Regions from separate parts of the Bombyx mori genome. Here region 1 is linked to region 2. Evidence: chromatin contacts called from public Hi-C data. All regions are on one chromosome and are shown on one strand. The core of a region is the stretch at or near the end of the contact, and the rest is flanking DNA. Distances in the headings are between cores, read along the strand shown. Region 1 overlaps LOC101739746 (tyrosine-protein kinase CSK). Region 2 overlaps LOC101742268 (dynein heavy chain, cytoplasmic).

Evidence for each region. Hi-C and Micro-C count contacts between places; a contact is called where the count stands out from the background.
Region 1: a contact with region 2 is called in a Hi-C map of middle silk gland, with 1.8 times the contacts expected there. The contact joins two enhancer-like sites. A contact is called at or near these places in 2 of 7 Hi-C or Micro-C datasets (middle silk gland and whole pupa).

What each region holds. Positions count from the first base shown.
Region 1 is chr21:9,193,775-9,196,842 of ASM3026992v2, reverse strand. LOC101739746 (tyrosine-protein kinase CSK) reads right to left here. Exons shown (of 17, transcript XM_062674724.1): 15 at 2,646-2,732; 16 at 1,475-1,654; 17 at 1-317. The coding sequence ends at 315. Among protein-coding and RNA genes, the nearest start is that of LOC101739884, 11 kb to the left of the region's middle. Within about 2 kb of position 1,527, at least 3 of the 8 cell types and tissues checked have open chromatin away from gene starts, as enhancers often do.
Region 2 is chr21:9,103,918-9,107,327 of ASM3026992v2, reverse strand. It overlaps LOC101742268 (dynein heavy chain, cytoplasmic), which reads right to left. Exons shown (of 95, transcript XM_038018329.2): 63 at 3,263-3,372; 64 at 2,994-3,147; 65 at 1,827-2,035; 66 at 1,214-1,373; 67 at 420-521. Among protein-coding and RNA genes, the nearest start is that of LOC101742268, 38 kb to the right of the region's middle. Within about 2 kb of position 1,882, at least 3 of the 8 cell types and tissues checked have open chromatin away from gene starts, as enhancers often do.

The DNA of each region.
Region 1 (3,068 bases), core at 278-2,777, 90 kb before region 2:
TAGTTTAGAAATCTGTGTAGATCATATATTTTAAAAGCACAATAATCAGGACCACCACTAAAAAACTCCTTTAAAGATAACTGACATTTATTTTAAACATTCATCCTTAAACCATAGAACACACCCATTATTATTATTATTATATTACCCTAACTAAAGCCCCTTAGGAGACAGGGCGCTTTAGTAAAATAATTTAGTACTTACAATTTTTCACATGTAGAACACGATTTGAAAAAAATATCAATGTGTTAGAAATTACAGGTAATTTTTCTTTATATTTTAAGTAGTTCCGTTCCCCACAAGTTGAGCGTCCTTCACTGAAACAGAACGAAATATTTTTTGAAACAAGATAAATAGAACATATTATACAGGGTGTCCCGGAAGGTAACAATAACCTGGCATCGGATAAAGACCCCCTTATGATGAGCTAATCAAATTAAAAAAGAGCATTCTAACCACAGTAATAATCAAGTACCAACAATTTTATTGAAGTAAAATATAATAGTACACAAAATACTGTTCTACTCCGCGCAGTGTCGCCAGCAGGAGCCGGTGCACTGGTGGTAGAACCTCCTGTGAGTCCGCACGGTTAGGTACCATCACCCCGCCTATTTCAGCCGTGAAGCAGTAATGCGTTTCGGTTTGAAAGGCGGTGCAGCCGTTGTAACTATCTTGAGACCTTAGAGAACTTATATCTCAAGGTGGGTGGCGCATTTACGTTGTAGATGTTTATGGTCTCCAGTAACCACTTAACATCAGGTGGGCTGTGAGCTCGTCCACACATCTAAGAAAAAAAAAACTTGGATGATGTCACGAATGATCTAGGGAAGTGTAGGGCGTACCCCTTATCCGACCGCGACGGGGCAACGAAAAGCCGACGTCGCCCAAAACGTCTTATCGGATCCCCGGATTCCATATAATAAAATAATATATAATAATATTTGGTAGGCAGCGACTTGGCTTTGCCCCCGGCATTACTGACGTCCATGAGCGACGGTGATCACTTACCATCAGGTGGGCCGTACGCTCGCCTGTCTACAAAAGCAATAAAAAAAAAATCACTCTCGGTGTTTTAGGCCTCTCAAGCACCGGTCACCGTTCTCGTCGAACTCGTCGATTACTATGATGAGTTTGACAAGCGAACTAACCCATAGACACAGCCCACTGAGTTTCTCGCCGAATCTTCTCAGTGGGTCGTGATTCCGACCCTGTGGTAGATTCTGCTAAGCACTACTGCTAGGGCTACTGTTAGTAAGCTCTCAGGTTGAACTCCTGAGTTCACCTACACGTCCGGGTGTAGCTGGAATACCCTCTTAGGCTACCAGCGAATCATCATCATCATCAGCCTGTATCTCTTCACTGCTGGATGTAGGCCTCTCCCATAGTCTGCTACAATGAACGATCCTCCGCCTTCCGCATACAATGTTTCCCAGGATATCGCCGCAAGTCATCGGTAGGGGAGGCTAGGGCGTACCTGCGCGGGCGTGTGGTCGCGTATGTCGGCGAGGTTGCGGCGCATGTGCAGGAAGGTGGGTCGCGAGGCGGGGTCGGCGTGCCAGGCGGCGCGCATGAGCTCGTAGGGGCCGGGCGGACACCCCTCCGGCGCCTCCATGCGGTAGCCGCGCTCCACGTGCCGCACCACCTCCGCCAGCGGCTGCACAACACACAAAGTATTCAAGCTGATTTTACAATCTTTTTAAAAAAAAAATACAACAAAGATTTAACTGCCGTGAAAAAATATTTATATGCGACACAGAACAAAATCTATACATATAAATAAAATTAGAGTGTCTGTTTGTAATATTGAAATAACCGCTTTTTACTAAATGCATATGAATATATCGGTACATACACCAAAATAACATTTTTTACAAATTTTGTCTGTCTGTTTGTTTCGGCTAATCTCTGGAACGGCTAGACCGATTTTGATGAGACTTTCACTAATAGGTTATATCCTCGGCTACTTTTTTTAGACTAGCTTCGCCCCGCGGCGTCCCCTGCAGTTATTGTCGTACCGCGCGTAAGATGGAGGGACTCGCCTATCAATAATAAAATTTAATGTTTCCGAAGCGAAGCGAGGGCGGGTCGCTAGTTTATAATAATATAAAAATAAAATTGTATTTAAGCTGAATTATTTTTATTTGACTGTCGACTTTAATTGATTTCTACAAATTCCACCACTTTTGAGATAATTGAGATTTCGATAGCATGTCATCTTAATATGGGCGACTTTCACATTTTAATGTATGTGGGTCTTTAACCACTTTACACCAGTTAGGCCACTCAGGTAGATAGCCGTCATCCGTCGATATTAAGAAAAGTATCTGTATTTCGACTGACGTTAATCAGACATAAGGCTCACCGTGAGCAATAGAGCATAAAATAAATATTATAGACGTGCGTCAGCTTATTAATCAGTTGAATTGAGAATGATCTGTATAAATACTTTTTTATTATTTTGAAAGGATGAGTCAACCTAGTGGTTTATGCTGAGCGTGGCTCGTGGACATCACCAATATTAGGGGAACACTCAAGCCACTGCCTACCGTCTACTATTTATAAAGTTCCCTTGAAGAAAGACATCATTTAATAAACACGTAGGGTCATTGTACAGTGTACACCATTAAAATAAAGTAATAACTTACAATTCTAGGATAAGGTACTCTTCCAAACGAGTAAATTTCCCATAATAAAATTCCAAAACTCCACATATCCGACTTGTTTGAGAATTTCTGCAACAAAAGTACATTTTTATTAAATTTTGGTGTTTTGGAAGTAATCGTGGCCTAAAGGATAAGACGCTCAGCGCATTCGTATCAAACGATGCGATTCTGCCGGCGTTAGAATCCCGTAGATGGCAGACGAATTTTTCTGATGAAATACGTACATAACAAATGTTCACGAAGGTCTTCCACGGTAATGAATAAAACATCACGTAATAAACTTCGTATTTGCGTAATTAATAGCGGCAGGACGTTTTGTGGGCCCCGCACGGGTGGCTAAATTTACGTTACGTTTGATGTCAATGGGCTCCGGCCACTACTTAACACCAGGTGAGCGATACGCTT
Region 2 (3,410 bases), core at 633-3,132:
TCCCCTTTATCGAAGATTTGTAGTGAATATAACCAAATATGTTCATTAATTGACGGCATCGACATTTTTAACGACACGTGTCCTGGTCTCAAAAACAAACTATATAGTATCCAAGTTCCTTTGCTTATAGTTGATGAGAGAATGTTAAGTAGTTAACTCTTGTTTTCATGTTCTTTTCAATTATTTTTTTATGTTGTACTGTTAACATTTAAATTTAACCTATTTTTCCGCTGTTTGTAAATAGCTGTAACATGTCATAGTGTGTTATAAGAGATTGCTGTACGTACTAACTGGCTTACATACCAGTACTTAATTTTATACTTGTTAATTTTAAGCTTGAATGATATGTGTGTATTGCTGTTGGTGTGTCTAAATAAATAAATAAACTGTATCCTCGAGAGTATCATGGGATCTCATACCTGAATTTCCTGGCTCTCGACCTTTTTCTTTTCAGCTTCCTGTTGGTCCTTCACCATTTGCCGCAACTTCGCATTGGCGGCCTCGTTCTTGGCTTGCAGTTCCTAATGACATTTACATTTTTAGGTTATTAACACATTGACTGCCGTGTAAGTCACCGGTGCCCTACGCGGCGCCCTGAAGTAATTACGTCGACTTCTCACTTCGATCTTCTTACTAAGGCGCCGGAATATCTAGTAGACTCCGGGAAAGACGAATCCGAAGATACTGAGAACGAATCTATTCCTGACTAGCTGACCCGGCAGACTTCGTAATGCCTCAATCGATAAATAAAATAAACTTTTGTATAAAATAAACTAACAAACAAAAGGAATCCGTCCAATAGGGGACACGTCAAAGGAAAAACAAAATTGTTATTTTTATTTAATTCTGAGCATTCACATTTATTTACCTTTTAAACCTTCTCTGGACTTCCACAAATAATTCAAGACCAAAATTAGCTAAATCGGTCCAGCCGTTCTCGAGTTTTAGCGAGACTAACGAACAGCACTTCATTTTTATATATATATATATATAGATTTACCTAAAAGACTGAAACATACATTAACAAGCAAACGAAGGTAGTTATGTAATCCGGGCGTTTAGTAACAGAAATCGACATAATTACTTGAGTGCGCCGCGTAGGACACCGGTGACCTACACGGTAGTCAAAGGGTTAAGAGTTATGACTACTGTTAAGACAATCCAAAAAGTTTGACAATAACCGTTCTGTCCAAGTAATGGAGTATTGTCGCACCTGAGATTTGACCGCTAAGCTCTTCTGCATCTCCTCGACCTGCTCGACGGTTTCGGCAATCTTACCGAGACCCACGTTCAAGTGAAGCTGCTGCTCCTCCAGGTCGGCACGTTTTTCGGCGTAAAGCTTAACCATTTGTTGGATAAAGTCCAAATAATGCCTGGAAAGTATTTCGTTTTAATGTAAATAAAAAATTAAGAGTAAGGTGTGTCTTTAAATACTTTAATGTTTTATTAACTACAATACTAGTCTAATACCGTTCAATCACTGCAAGCAGATCGTCGGTTGGATTTTAAAAATTCTATGATTACATCTTTGAAATTATTTCTGTTTCGCTAATTATTCTATTATTACGCCTATTTCTGCCGTGAAGCAGTAATGCGTTTCGGTTTGAAGGGCGGGGCAGCCGTTGTAACTATACAGAGACCTTAGAACTTATATCTCAAGGTGTGTGGCGCATTTACGTTGTAGATGTCTATGGGTTCCAGTAACTACTTAGCACCGGGTGGGCTGTGAGCTCGTCCACACATCTCGGCAATAAAAAAAAACCTACCATCAGTAACCCTAAATCCTGTATCCAGCGAGTGCGGCTGGTGGGAACTAGAGTGCTCACCTGGGCGTGATGGCCATGGTCCTGTTGGCGCGCTTGGCGAGCCTGGCGTTGGCCTGGTGCAGCGTCTGGTGCACGTACACGCAGGCGTTGACCACGGCCTCGCGGTGCGCCGGCGCCGCGCCCACCTCGCCGCACGCCGCCGGGAACTCCGCGGGCGGCACGTACTCGGCAGACTCCAGGTCCATGCGGCTCGTGAACTCTTTACCCACCTGTACGTCACTAACGTTAGTCCAGGGCACGGGTGACGTGTTGAAAAAAAAAACAACACTGTTTGATGACAGGTATTTCTTTTTTGTACCTAACCTGATAACCTTGAGAGGCTATATCAGCGTAGCCTTAACTATAGTAGAATTATTTTGTCCGTGCAGTTTGGGTCATAAAACATAGCCCGGCTAGGGCGGTGAGCACGTTGCGCGGGCGTAACGTCATTATCGATAAAAACAAATGAGTCATCGAACACAGCGCCGGGGCGGTATACGATGGGTGGTGAGACATTGTTATGTTAGGAGTCATTTGTTGTACTTACCTGCAAATTATAGTACATATGTCGAAGAGAAATGTATTTTTATGCATTCGCTCTCTGAATTTATGTAGTGACAGAATGGCTACTCCTTTGTTTTGTACCAAAACTGTAGAATTTATTCAAAATAATATTTGCACGTGCATCAACAATGTGTTAAAAAATTTCACTGAAATGAAAATAGATCCCGAAAAGTTACAAAGTATTAATTTCTGCCGTTATCGTTAACTTGCTGCGGCGATATGTGGTGTAAGTGTTTAGTGATTTTTACTTTCATTTTTACACCCACCCACAAAATGACAAAACTAAATACACTATCGATAACGCTTATCGAAAACAATAATGAGCATCACTATGCCCGTCCATAAGGCTCGTGAGTGGAAGAGAGAGCGAAATATTCGCTTCACCACTCCGACTATTTATGACCTAAGCTGCACAGATAAAATAATTCTACTATAGTAGGTGAGCTCACGGGGCAGTGCTTCGCAGAATCTACCACCGGATCGGAAACGCGACCCACTGAGAAGATCCGGCAAGAAACTCAGTGGGCTGTGTCTATGGGTTAATTTACTCGTCGAGCCCTTCGTCGCAAGCGACGGGTTCGGCGGGGACGATGATCGGATGAATTTAAATATTTTGTTTCTTACTTGGAACAAAGCTCCGTCGCTCCAGTCTCCGAACCAGTTAAGCACGCATCGGTTGAACAGAGCAGGAGATGTCGCGGCTCGGTCCTTCAAGCCCTCCGAGGACGGGTTCATTGTGAACACTACGTGCAAGTTGCGCATCACCTGGCTCGTGAACCTGAGAATAATTAGTACAACCATGACCATTACGATATCCTTATTTTCAAATACTTCTATTCTTTTAGTTATTTGGTTCTACTTGGAATGCAAACTATTACAAAGTTTTTTATTACCATTTGTAAAGCTCGTCATTCGAATCTAGCATCAAACCCTCGCGTTGGGCACCTTCCTTACATTGGGTCATGAGTGCGGAAAATTCATCACCTTCAAATAACCCAGGCACCTGAAAGAATTATCGTAGTTTTGTTTAATAATGATGAA